Linked DNA regions of Zea mays: all the other regions are linked to region 4. Evidence: chromatin contacts called from public Hi-C data. All regions are on one chromosome and are shown on one strand. The core of a region is the stretch at or near the end of the contact, and the rest is flanking DNA. Distances in the headings are between cores, read along the strand shown. Region 1 has its middle 140 kb from the start of LOC103641085. Region 2 has its middle 75 kb from the start of LOC542482. Region 3 has its middle 6.3 kb from the start of LOC103641085. Region 4 holds the start of LOC103641087 (Protein SUPPRESSOR OF MAX2 1).

Evidence for each region. Hi-C and Micro-C count contacts between places; a contact is called where the count stands out from the background.
Region 1: a Hi-C map of leaf shows a contact between it and region 4, with 7 times the contacts expected there. The contact joins the enhancer-like site here to the promoter of LOC103641087 in region 4. A contact is called at or near these places in 4 of 25 Hi-C or Micro-C datasets (ear, leaf and tassel).
Region 2: a Hi-C map of bundle sheath shows a contact between it and region 4, with 2.2 times the contacts expected there. The contact joins the enhancer-like site here to the promoter of LOC103641087 in region 4. A contact is called at or near these places in 2 of 25 Hi-C or Micro-C datasets (bundle sheath and endosperm).
Region 3: a Hi-C map of tassel shows a contact between it and region 4, with 1.7 times the contacts expected there. The contact joins the enhancer-like site here to the promoter of LOC103641087 in region 4. A contact is called at or near these places in 6 of 25 Hi-C or Micro-C datasets (bundle sheath, ear, endosperm and 2 more).

What each region holds. Positions count from the first base shown.
Region 1 is chr10:53,833,917-53,836,616 of Zm-B73-REFERENCE-NAM-5.0, forward strand. No RefSeq gene overlaps it. Among protein-coding and RNA genes, the nearest start is that of LOC103641085, 140 kb to the left of the region's middle. Within about 2 kb of position 1,290, at least 14 of the 20 cell types and tissues checked have an H3K27ac peak or open chromatin away from gene starts, as enhancers often do. A contact at or near this core is called in ear, leaf and tassel, where this site is marked.
Region 2 is chr10:53,461,338-53,464,037 of Zm-B73-REFERENCE-NAM-5.0, forward strand. No RefSeq gene overlaps it. Among protein-coding and RNA genes, the nearest start is that of LOC542482, 75 kb to the left of the region's middle. Within about 2 kb of position 1,369, at least 17 of the 20 cell types and tissues checked have an H3K27ac peak or open chromatin away from gene starts, as enhancers often do. A contact at or near this core is called in bundle sheath and endosperm, where this site is marked.
Region 3 is chr10:53,702,603-53,705,302 of Zm-B73-REFERENCE-NAM-5.0, forward strand. No RefSeq gene overlaps it. Among protein-coding and RNA genes, the nearest start is that of LOC103641085, 6.3 kb to the left of the region's middle. Within about 2 kb of position 1,354, at least 11 of the 20 cell types and tissues checked have an H3K27ac peak or open chromatin away from gene starts, as enhancers often do. A contact at or near this core is called in ear, endosperm, leaf and 1 more, where this site is marked.
Region 4 is chr10:54,419,192-54,421,891 of Zm-B73-REFERENCE-NAM-5.0, forward strand. LOC103641087 (Protein SUPPRESSOR OF MAX2 1) reads left to right here and starts at 1,384. Exons shown (of 3, transcript XM_008664471.3): 1 at 1,384-2,700. The coding sequence starts at 1,677.

The DNA.
Region 1 (2,700 bases), core at 40-2,539, 590 kb before region 4:
TAAATGTTCGAACATGTATAAATCTTTGAGTCTCTTGTGCACTTATCTTCAATTTTGGGTCTCACAATCCATCCTATAAATTTATTGCCAAATATTACTCGACACACACACACATGCACTCTTTAGCAATTACCGACCGGACGAAGCTTCACATATAGTGACAAACAGCACTGCGCCACCCACACATACACACACATATGTATCATTTGTACATTTCCTTTTCATTTTATTTTAAAATAAAAATTGACATGTATATCTGGGCTAGCTCAATATGGCACGACCCAATAAAGCAAAACCCTAATTATGAGGTGTGTTGTACCAGCCCGTGAGCTGAGCCGTCGGTCGACGACACAGCCCACAAATACTTAAGTGTGTCAGACCAACCCATATAAACAGAACAGTAATACAGAGCCATTCATTCATTTAATAAAACAAATCACATCAAATAAAACATAAACATAATTACAGAACATGATTAAAATAAAATCGAGTTGTTTTGTGGCTGCTTGGTTAGAAACCTTTAATCGGAAGAAAAAAAGGTGTGCAATCAACTAAAAAATGTTTAATATTCACTAGTCTTCGATGGATCATAGTTAAATAGATTATGACAGACCAACCGGTATGCTAAAGTTAAGATCTCAGGCAAAGTCCACACATTGTGTCGTGCTATCTCGTAGTCATAATTAATTTGGACTGTGAAGCTTGGATCGTGCCTCTAATTTCGTGCTTTTGTTCCAAATGTACATGTATAACCAGGAAGGGGAAAAGCTACTACTTGTGAATTATTGTACCCGTTCATAATTCTTATTGCCGAGAGAAACGGATGGAGTACACGTTGGAGTTTATAGTGTGTTTGGTTTGACAAATGAAGTGATCCATCTTCTTCTTATTCCTCACTTTTTTATTTGGTTTGTGTAATATAATGAGTTGATCCATCACCATTTCATTCCTCGTGAGCTAATAATTAATATATACATGAGGAGTGGGTTGATTCCACTAACATTAATGTAATGAACTTATGATGCATCACCTTATAAATTATAGAGTGACTCAACAAATCAAACATAACAGTAGTGGATGAGGCAGCACAGCAGTAGGCTTGACGACGAACAAGATGAGGAAACACGAGACTGGAACTGAAACTGCTTTGATTCTCTGCCGCGGTTTTCCAAATCTGCTCCTCGTCTGTTTCCAACCGCAAAAATATGCACCTACATCAATGCATCCGTCCAATTGTCTTTATTCCATTTCATTTCAAGCCCATCATCCACTTTCTCAGATGCATACGACTCCCGCGGCCCCGGCCTCCGGTGCATAAATTGTGTTAGGCCCGCCAATGGCCCACCATCCTCCCTCGTTTCCTGGCTGCCCGCCTGCCTGTTTCAGAAGAAAAAAATATCGGCACCGCGTCCTGTAGGGATTGAAACGGGACAGGTATATTAAATATGGGTAACAAAATAACCTGAATTTTTTGACACAGACATAGATATTTTTGTTATCGAGACAGATTACTACCCGAATAATATACATCTAGATATGAATAGGATAAAGAATCATTATTATCCGGTAAATACTTGCAAACCTCGGGTTGAATATGGGTACCGTATGGTCGGGTACCTGGGTGACTTCGTAAGCTGACCTCTATCTTCAAACATACGGTGAGAACAAGAACTCGGGTGTGGGCGATGCGCCAATGCGTGCATGACTTTGTGATTAATAAATGTTTCCATTAAAGGTGAATGGAATATAAAAATTCCCGTGCTGTTACGAATTAGTTATAAATTATGTGGCTGTTAATTTGTACGCTCGCTATAATTTATGTGGAAGGGACTGCTTTGGAATACTTGTGGACGTACGCTAGTCAAAGGTTTAAAATGTCAGCTCATTTAGATGGAGATAAAAAAAAGAATCATGTCTCTATCAATACTAGGAGCAAAGAACACTTTAACCTGTTAATTAATATCAACTATCTACTATTTATTGTGGCTTATGCTTTAAAGAGGGTATACGTCGCTGATTTTTTTTAAATGTATTGTTTTATAATGTAACTTTGAGTGGTATGATGTCAACTTTATCGATATAATTTTTTATGTTTGATATATATATATATATATATATATATATATATATATATATATATATATATATATATATATATATATATATATATATGATTATATATTTATTATTTTATTGGTTTGTTGAACGGTTAGACAATTAATATTATTAGGACGAACTATCCGAAAAATATCCGTTATCTACCCGAGGAATATCCGATATTTGTTTCTTATCTGTCCGAATTATTACCCGATTTTGTCCTCTATCCGTCCCAAATTTTAGTTACCCGTATCCGATTCTATATCCGAGATAACTATATTATTAGAGTAGGATACAAGATGATCTTGTATCCAGCTGTATCTGTCATATTTTCACCCCTATTCTCCGGTTCTCAGATGCCTCGGCACCGATTTTCAGTCACACAAAGCTGACCGATTACTTGGCTAGATGAGAGTATCCATTTTCATAATCAGATTGTGGTTGGCAAGATGACAGTATTCATTTTCATGGCGACCGATTCTTCTTCTTGGCAACCTTATTTTAGAAGGATGTTGTTCACATAAGTTAAATTTGTTTATTTTAGAAGAACCTAGGCACTCGAAATCTCTTGGCACATATTGTTGGTGTAACTAGAGGTGTTTA
Region 2 (2,700 bases), core at 119-2,618, 960 kb before region 4:
ATAGAGTTCCAAACTCAAGGGGAGTTGAAGTCCAGTTTATTCGTGAATCCAGTTCGGACTGCAGGAGTGGTCCTCACAAGAACAGACGCTCAGGCCACATACAGACCTCGTTTTAGACATTCTAGACATCATTGGAAACCTAAGGATATAAGGTTTCCATATCAATTGATCCCACGTCAAAATACTCTCGGAGCTGATCAGCATTATCGTAACAAAATGATATCCAGAATCTGTCAGAAATCAGCGATGCCTGTTTTTGGGCCTAAAGGCTTTGTACATCCTAGGGTTGCTCAGCCACCCCCTTGGCCACCGCCTGAGTCGAGGACGACTCCAATTCAAGTAGGGTTTTGCTTAGATCATATTTGTCATCGAATAGTATCGACGTTCATCGATTTGTGAGACCCCACCTCTGATCAATGCAGTTTTGATTGCATACTTCTTGTTCTTGCTTGTGTTCTTGATTGCACTTACAGGGATAAGCCTTCGTGGCGAGGTCACTCATGTGTCATGGGTGATAACCAACGGAGCAGTGGTGTAGAGATTGCGAGGATCCGTTTGCTCGAAGGCTTGGATCATCAATGTCGAGATCTCCACCCAATCAAGTTATCATACCTCACGGAAGATCGGACATTGCCATCAATCAGAAAGTTACTGAAGAAATCATGGCTAGCATGTCTATTGATTCTGATGACAGTGCAGAATTCGATTTTGAAGAGGATAAAGCCGACGCTGAAGATCGGCCATCGAAACTGAGCCACATGCACTTCGTCGGGTCAACCATTGTAACACCATAATATCCTATTTTTGGTATTTGGAAAATCCTTCTATAAGATTTTAAATAGATAGACCCTCTTAAATGATTTATTAGGATATCCCTTTTTAATAATAAACTTGGAGATATTGTTGAACAAGAAACTTAAGTTAAAATACCATTTAATAAAGATTATACATTGGGGATTATCTTCTTAAAATAAATAGGTAACAAATGATTGATTAATTGAATTATATTTTAATTAGGTTATACATTCAAAGAGTAATTTTATTTATTTACAAGAATTTTTATGTGTGTGCATCACTAATTTGAAGCCTCTACTTAAATAAAGAAAATAATAAAACATCTAAAATAGATATGAATTGAGTCTCATGCTAATATCCTTTTTATTGTGCATTATAATTGAGTTTATAATTTAAATTTTATATGAATTTAGTTTGAAACTAGAAAAAAATATATAAAAGAAAACATGAATTTAAACAAAAGAAAAAAAAAGAAGAAAGGACACTACCTCGCGGGTCAATTCTACCTTTTGGCCCAGGTTGCCTCGCGTGCGTCGGCCCACCAGCCATTTGGCGCCGATGTGTGGGCTCCATCGGACAGTCTCTCGCCCACAAGATACTACCCGACGCAGCTCACTTCAATGACCGGCTGGGCCCACATCCCAGAGTCCTCTTCCTGTAACAAACTCACGCGGTGCCCATAACAAACCCCACGAGCTCCTCTCCTTGGTTGATCTCCTCGTGACCTCATGCATATATATGTGGCTGCCGTGCCTCGAGACATGGAGATGAAGATACCGAGCACCAAACATGATCCCAAGTCACCACGCCGACGAACAGTGAGGATCGAGTGCCATTGCGTTCGGGTCCTGGTGGTTGGCGGGGAGTTCGTCTGTGCGCTGGGGCTCTGGCAAGCCACGGGAGGTACGACGACGCGCCACTACCCGGCCCTGGAACTCACCCAGGGGGTGCTGCAGTGCATGCCGAAGTGAGCAGTGGGCTAATCGTGCAAAGGAGGTAGTCAGGGTTCGATGGATTGATCACCGGAGCTTACATCTCGTGGGAAGCTTCACTATGCCGACGACCAGCCCTGTCCTCGCCTCTGCCAATGGTGAGACCTCCCATTGTTCTGCTTTGTTTCTTTTTCGCTTAGCATCTTATCGAAGTAGGATTAGAGTGCTGGGTGTCTAGTTCACTCCTGTCAGTGTAAGATCGCCTCTGTTAACACCATTGCCGTCGGGCAATGGCGAGGGGTAGAAGATGAACCTGTGGCCATTGGATCCGAGACTAACGACCTGGATCAGATCATGTTTTCATTAAATCTTGATCGTTGTGATCATAATGGACGACTGAGATTCGAAGTAAAGGTACCGCTTCGATGTTTAAATCCTGGTCGTCAATCAATCCATGGACGACGTACATTATCTCAAACATACCCCTTTGGCCTGATTAAACCAGGGTCGTTGGGATCGGATCCGAGGGCTCAGAGTTTATCATGGCGTGGCGCGTTCTTGACCGTAGATCAGGAATCCTGTGGCAGTGGGTGCATACCGGTTCACATAATGGATGATTTAATCTAGGCGGTCTGATACAGATCTGACGACTCATGATTGCCAATACCCCTTCAGCCGAGCAGATTTACAAAAGAGACCCTCTGTTTTCTCTATTTGAACTCACGATCCGGTGCAATATAAAGAACATTACAAATAAGTCCTAACATTTGCACAGAAGACCCAAAATTCTTGGGTATTAAAAGCTACCACCCAGATTTTCGAGAAAATATAAAATAAATGATTTTTAGGTATAAAAACAACTCTAAAACATAGATAATTCATAACTTTTGCGATTTAACACCGTTTTACTCCGTTCTAGTTGCGTTAGCTAAATAATAAAATGTCCTACACTGTAATAACACTATTTATGTCA
Region 3 (2,700 bases), core at 104-2,603, 720 kb before region 4:
CCAGGCCCTTCTTACTGGATGCTCTGTCGGTGGTGTTTCTACCATACTTCACTGTGATGAATTCCATAGATTGTTTCCCTCGAATACCAGAGTCAAATGCCTAGCTGACGCTGGAATGTTTTTGACACGTATGCTCACACAATTGTATATTGGTGTGAATTGGTCCTTTAATCATTTGCAGTGTTGATGTTTCTGGCCGTCGGGAAATGAGATCCTTTTTCAATGGCATTGTGAGATTGCAGGTGTGCATCACTTCGTGAGCCATAGCTTTTTATTTTTGTTTTTAGTAAGAGCTTCTTCTTGCTATCAATGCTATACAGCGATGTATCTGCTATATCAGAATATTTTGTGCCAGTAGCAGTAACTTCATTTTTTTGTTGTCCATATTTTTCATTTATGTCGGTGATTTGTCCGTCCAGATTTATTTCTCATCTAGATTTTTTTTTGTTTTTTGACTGATTTTGGACTCTAAAACTCCAATAATCTAATATATTCGAAATTAGACTTTTTAATATTAATTAAATTTTATCATTGTACATTAATGTAAGATTATCATAGTCATTTGTTTATGATATAAATATTTTTAACATTTTATATGATGTACTTTAGTTTTTAGTATATTATTTAATGTTTAAAATCACTTGTAATTAGCGAGATGACGGAATCGCCTAATTGACACTGTAGACAACTTTGGTTTCGTGTGAGAGGAGTTTGTTTTTCCTACATGAATATTTGACCGGATCAAACCCTAGCTATATATAAAGGGAGCTGTTTCTTGCAGCTTTCATTCGCGCATGGATTTCGCGATGGTTCCTATTGTGTTCAGCTGATTTTACAAGAAAATAAAAAAAAATTAATGTAATCAAAGGAGCAGATATAAGGAGCGGCATAAACGAAAAAAAATTGACAAGAAAAAAACAAATCAGCGACAAAGACAAAAAGTATTGAACGCACACAATGGAGCTCAAACCCTCAACCTCAAGGTTAAGAGCCTTGCGCTCTACCGACTAAGCTAGACGAGCTTTGTGATTACACTTTCAAGCTCAGTGTCATAGATCTTGACGCCGAGCTTGGTGCCACGTCAGCGCCACGTCGTCTGGGTTGTGCCAGCGCAGTATGTACCTTGGCGCCATAGGCTATGGCGTCGAGATGTGTTACCTCGGTGCCATAGGCTATGGCGCCGAGGAGAGGGTTCAAAAATGACATTAAATTTTTTTAAGATTTAAACGTGAATTTTTTTTCCGATAATGAGACAAAATTAAAAAAAAAGTCGGACGCAGGGCAGCAGGGCGTGGTGGTGGCTGGCTCGGGTGGACAGGTGGACACGCCTTGTTAGCCTTCTATTTGGCCTGTGCTTTCGTGTAAGTGGGCCAGACCATCTAAACCCAAGACTCAACGGCGCCCAAGAGTGCCCAACCAGTGTTATTACAGGCCACATTTCTAAGGGCCTCAGAGAGCCATTGGTGAGCAGCACAATGTCCATCTACACTTTTTTGCTCCTATTCCATACTCTCCACGTTCAGAGTTAAAAGCAAAGCAATTGTAGGTATTTACGAATAGTAAATTAGGCTCGCCTAAATACTTTAGCAATAGTTAGGCTTCAACGGTGACTACTCTAAGTTCCCACAATGAGTCTGTTTGTGTTCAGATTTTTTCTGACCAACTTTTCTAAAAAATCTGGCTATGGAGAAAATCTGGCTGTGGAAAGAATCTCAGTATAGTGTGGACTACATGCGGAGGAAGATGAAGTGGTACAAAGGCTACGGGATCTAGAAAGCGATGAATTTCTACTATCGTGACGACTTGACCGATTTTGTGTTCATGTTGATTTTGGACAGTTTTTATTAAAACGATTTTTATAGAAGCAGGCTGAAAAGATAAAGCGTTTGACAGTCTGCAACAGCTTTTGGTGGCCAGAAGCTAAAAAATCCAACCAAGCAGGGCTATAGGACTAAACTTTAGCATTTGAGAACTGTTTGGATACAAGTACTAAACTTTAGTATATTACTTCTAATAATGCGGTGTGCAATAAACGAGTGACGATACTAGCTATGCAAAAGCTAGTGGCCCGTGCTTGGAGAGAGAAAGGTGTGTATGGGTGGAGGAGAGGGAAATGGTGTTAGGACCACTTTTAACACAGTTTAACATATTTAGTGGATCTAAAGTGCTAAAAGGTGCTAAACTTTAACACAACTAATTTTTAGTTGCCATGTTTATTTCTTCAATAGCTTAACTTTAGAAAAAAATACAATGCTAAAGGCGAAACAAATGGGCCATAGTCAGGGGCGGACCCAAGGGGGTCCAGGTGGACCACGACACACCCTAAGGCAGGCCCACCCAGACCCCTCCCTAATCGTCCGTTCTAGAGTCTAGACTTCATGGGCATTAGACTCGTTGCTTCATCTTCAATCTCCAATCCTCCATGAGCATGGAGCCACAAACAAGCAGGAGACAGTCAACGCCACCCCACAGCTCGCTCCCTGGACCCTAGCGCCCATCGTCGCCCCTGGCCTTAGCGACAGTCGCCGCCTTCCTGGGCCCTAGCGCGCCGTCAAAATGTGTTGTCACCGTGCCCAGCCAGCCATCCCTATGCGGCTGCGTCGGACCTTCCAGCGGTCAGCCGGCCACACGCCCGATGTCTCATCTTGTGGCGGTCAAGGGGATGTTGATACCCAATTCCCCATTCCCAAGGTTTTTATT
Region 4 (2,700 bases), core at 134-2,633:
GCATATTATTCTATTTTAAAGAAAGTATAATTCCAATGTAAAACTATGTGTTTTTAGGAAGTAGTTTAACATGATTCTTTTAAGGATATACCTATACACTTCAACTAGAGTTAATTTAGTTTATATAAGTCTCTTTTGCTTAATCTTTTATTACCAAGTATATTTATTTTGGGATAGGTAAACACAAAGGTAACAAGATCCTTATTAAAAGATATTTTTTAAACCAAGATTATGGAGAAAAATTAACAAGTCTCTAAGATAAGATTTTGGGTGTTACATGATTGTCAGTGTGTGATGACCGACAAGTAAGGTCATCCGAAATAGGGTTTGGAGGGCTTTCACATAAGCTAATTCAACGGTGAAAGCAAAGGCGATGATTTATATGGGTTCATATAGTTGGCTAGCGTAATACCTGACGTCTAGTTATTATGTGGGTTTTCTTGTGTTGGATTGTAATATGTAGTAATATGTTGTGTATTGGTTGTCGATCTATGAAGTTATGCCCTCCTTTATACAGTCCAGAAGGCAAGTTTTCTAGTTAGTTAAAATAATATGAATCATAGTAGAATTATAGTGCAGTTAGATGAGTTTTCTTGTATTGAATCATCTTTTATATAGTCCATGAGATAAGTCTTCTAACATGTACTACTATGAGTTCTATTAAAATTATACTAGCATATAGTCTGTGCTAACACTATGATTCTGGGGAAGGGGATCAACGGCGGTGGCGACGACATGAGGGGAGGGGTTGATAGCGGTGGTGGCGCGAGTGAGGGGGCGACGAGGACGCGGGGGAGGAGGAGGTTAGGGGCGGCAAGATCACTGTGATAGAGGGGAAGAGAGGGGAAGAGATGATAGATGATCTAAATAATATTGTTTATTGGATTTGAGTAAGAGAGGAGTTATCTAGCAATCCAAATCATTGGTTTTAATGATGCGTTAAGTCTAAGTGTAAATTATTATGAGTGTGAGTTGAATTGGTTATGTGAGTTTTGCAAAATATATATATATATATGATAAAAGTCTTTGGATTATAAGTTAGAAGTTTTAGTGGAATAGTTTATGAAAAAAAATCTAATTAGACTTTTTCTTTTTTGCAAGGTAACTGGCAACTATGTCCCACGTATAACCTTGTGTTCCTTCCATTTGTTAGGTCGTCTTGTGTTTATCGTTGTGAATAATTTTGAAAATTTTAATTTCGTTGATGAAATAAATAGGAGGCCTTACAGTAGGGAACATAAAATTATACAGTATACAACATATGTATAATTACTTATATAATAATAAAAAAGGAAAAAGAAACGAGGGGAAAAAATCTGTTCACCTCCTTCCCCTGGACCGCGTGGGTAAACAAGAAAGTGATGAAATACGACGTTGGGAGATGTCGTAGGAGACGAAGATTCTATTCGCTTGCTACTTCCCTCTGCTCCTCTGCTACTACTACTTCAGTTCTCGCCTTCTCTTTCTGCCCTCACCTGACTCCTCCCTTCCTGCCATTTCTCTCTCGATAGTCGATACCACCACACCTCCGCTCCCCTCCAAGCCTCTCCTTTTCCTAAGCCCCGACGTCTTCCGACTTCCAGGTCGGTGCCGGGCAACAATAACTTCTTGGTCACCGAGCCAAAAGGGGGTCTTTTCGGTTCTTGCGATCGATTGATGAGCGGCGGGTGGCGGCGATGAGAGCGGATCTCAGCACCATCCAGCAGACGCTCACGCCGGAGGCGGCGGCGGCGCTGGCGCGTGCCATCGACGAGGCTGCGCGGAGGAGGCATGGCCAGACCACGCCGCTCCACGTCGCCGCCGCGCTGCTCGCCGCGCCGGCCGGTCTGCTGCGCCAGGCGTGCGCTCGCGCGGCCGCCGCCGGTGCCGGGCCTGGCGCCGCTGGTAGCGCCGGCGGTGCGCACCCGCTGCAGTGCCGCGCACTCGAGCTCTGCTTCTCCGTCGCCCTCGACAGGCTGCCGGCCGCGGCCTCGGCGGCGGCGGCGGCGGCGTCGCATGCGTCGGGGCCGCCGGTATCGAACGCGCTCGTCGCGGCGCTCAAACGCGCGCAGGCGCAGCAGCGCCGGGGATGCCCCGAGGCCGCGCAGCAGCCGCTGCTCGCCGTTAAAGTCGAGCTCGAGCAGCTCGTCCTCTCCATCCTCGATGACCCGTCAGTCAGCCGCGTCATGCGCGAGGCCTCCTTCTCCTCTTCAGCCGTCAAGACCACCATCGAGCAGTCGCTCGCGTCGCCTTCTCCGCCGCCCTCCGCCGTCTCCACCCCGACCGTCGCCGCGACTACGACCTTGGCCCCGTCCCCTTCTCCGCTCTCACGACTCGGCTCAGCCAACGCCTACATGAACCCTCGCCTCGCAGCCGCCGCAGGCGGTGGCGGGGACGACGCGCGCAAGGTGCTCGACGTCATGCTCAAGCCGGCGCGCCGCAACCCGGTGCTCGTGGGCGACGCCGGGCCAGACGCGGTGCTGAAGGAGGCGGTACGCAGGATCCCGATGGCTGGCTCTCCTTCCCTCGCCGGTGCGAAGGTCTTGCCGCTCGAGAGCGACCTCGCCAAGCTCGCCGGTGACAAAGCCGCCTTGGCGGCGAGGATCGGGGACCTGGGCCCGGTGATCCAGAGGCTCCTCGTGGACCACGGTGCCGTGGTTCTTGATCTTGGAGATCTCAAGTGGCTGGTGGACGGGCCGGCGGCAGCAGCGTCAGAGGGGG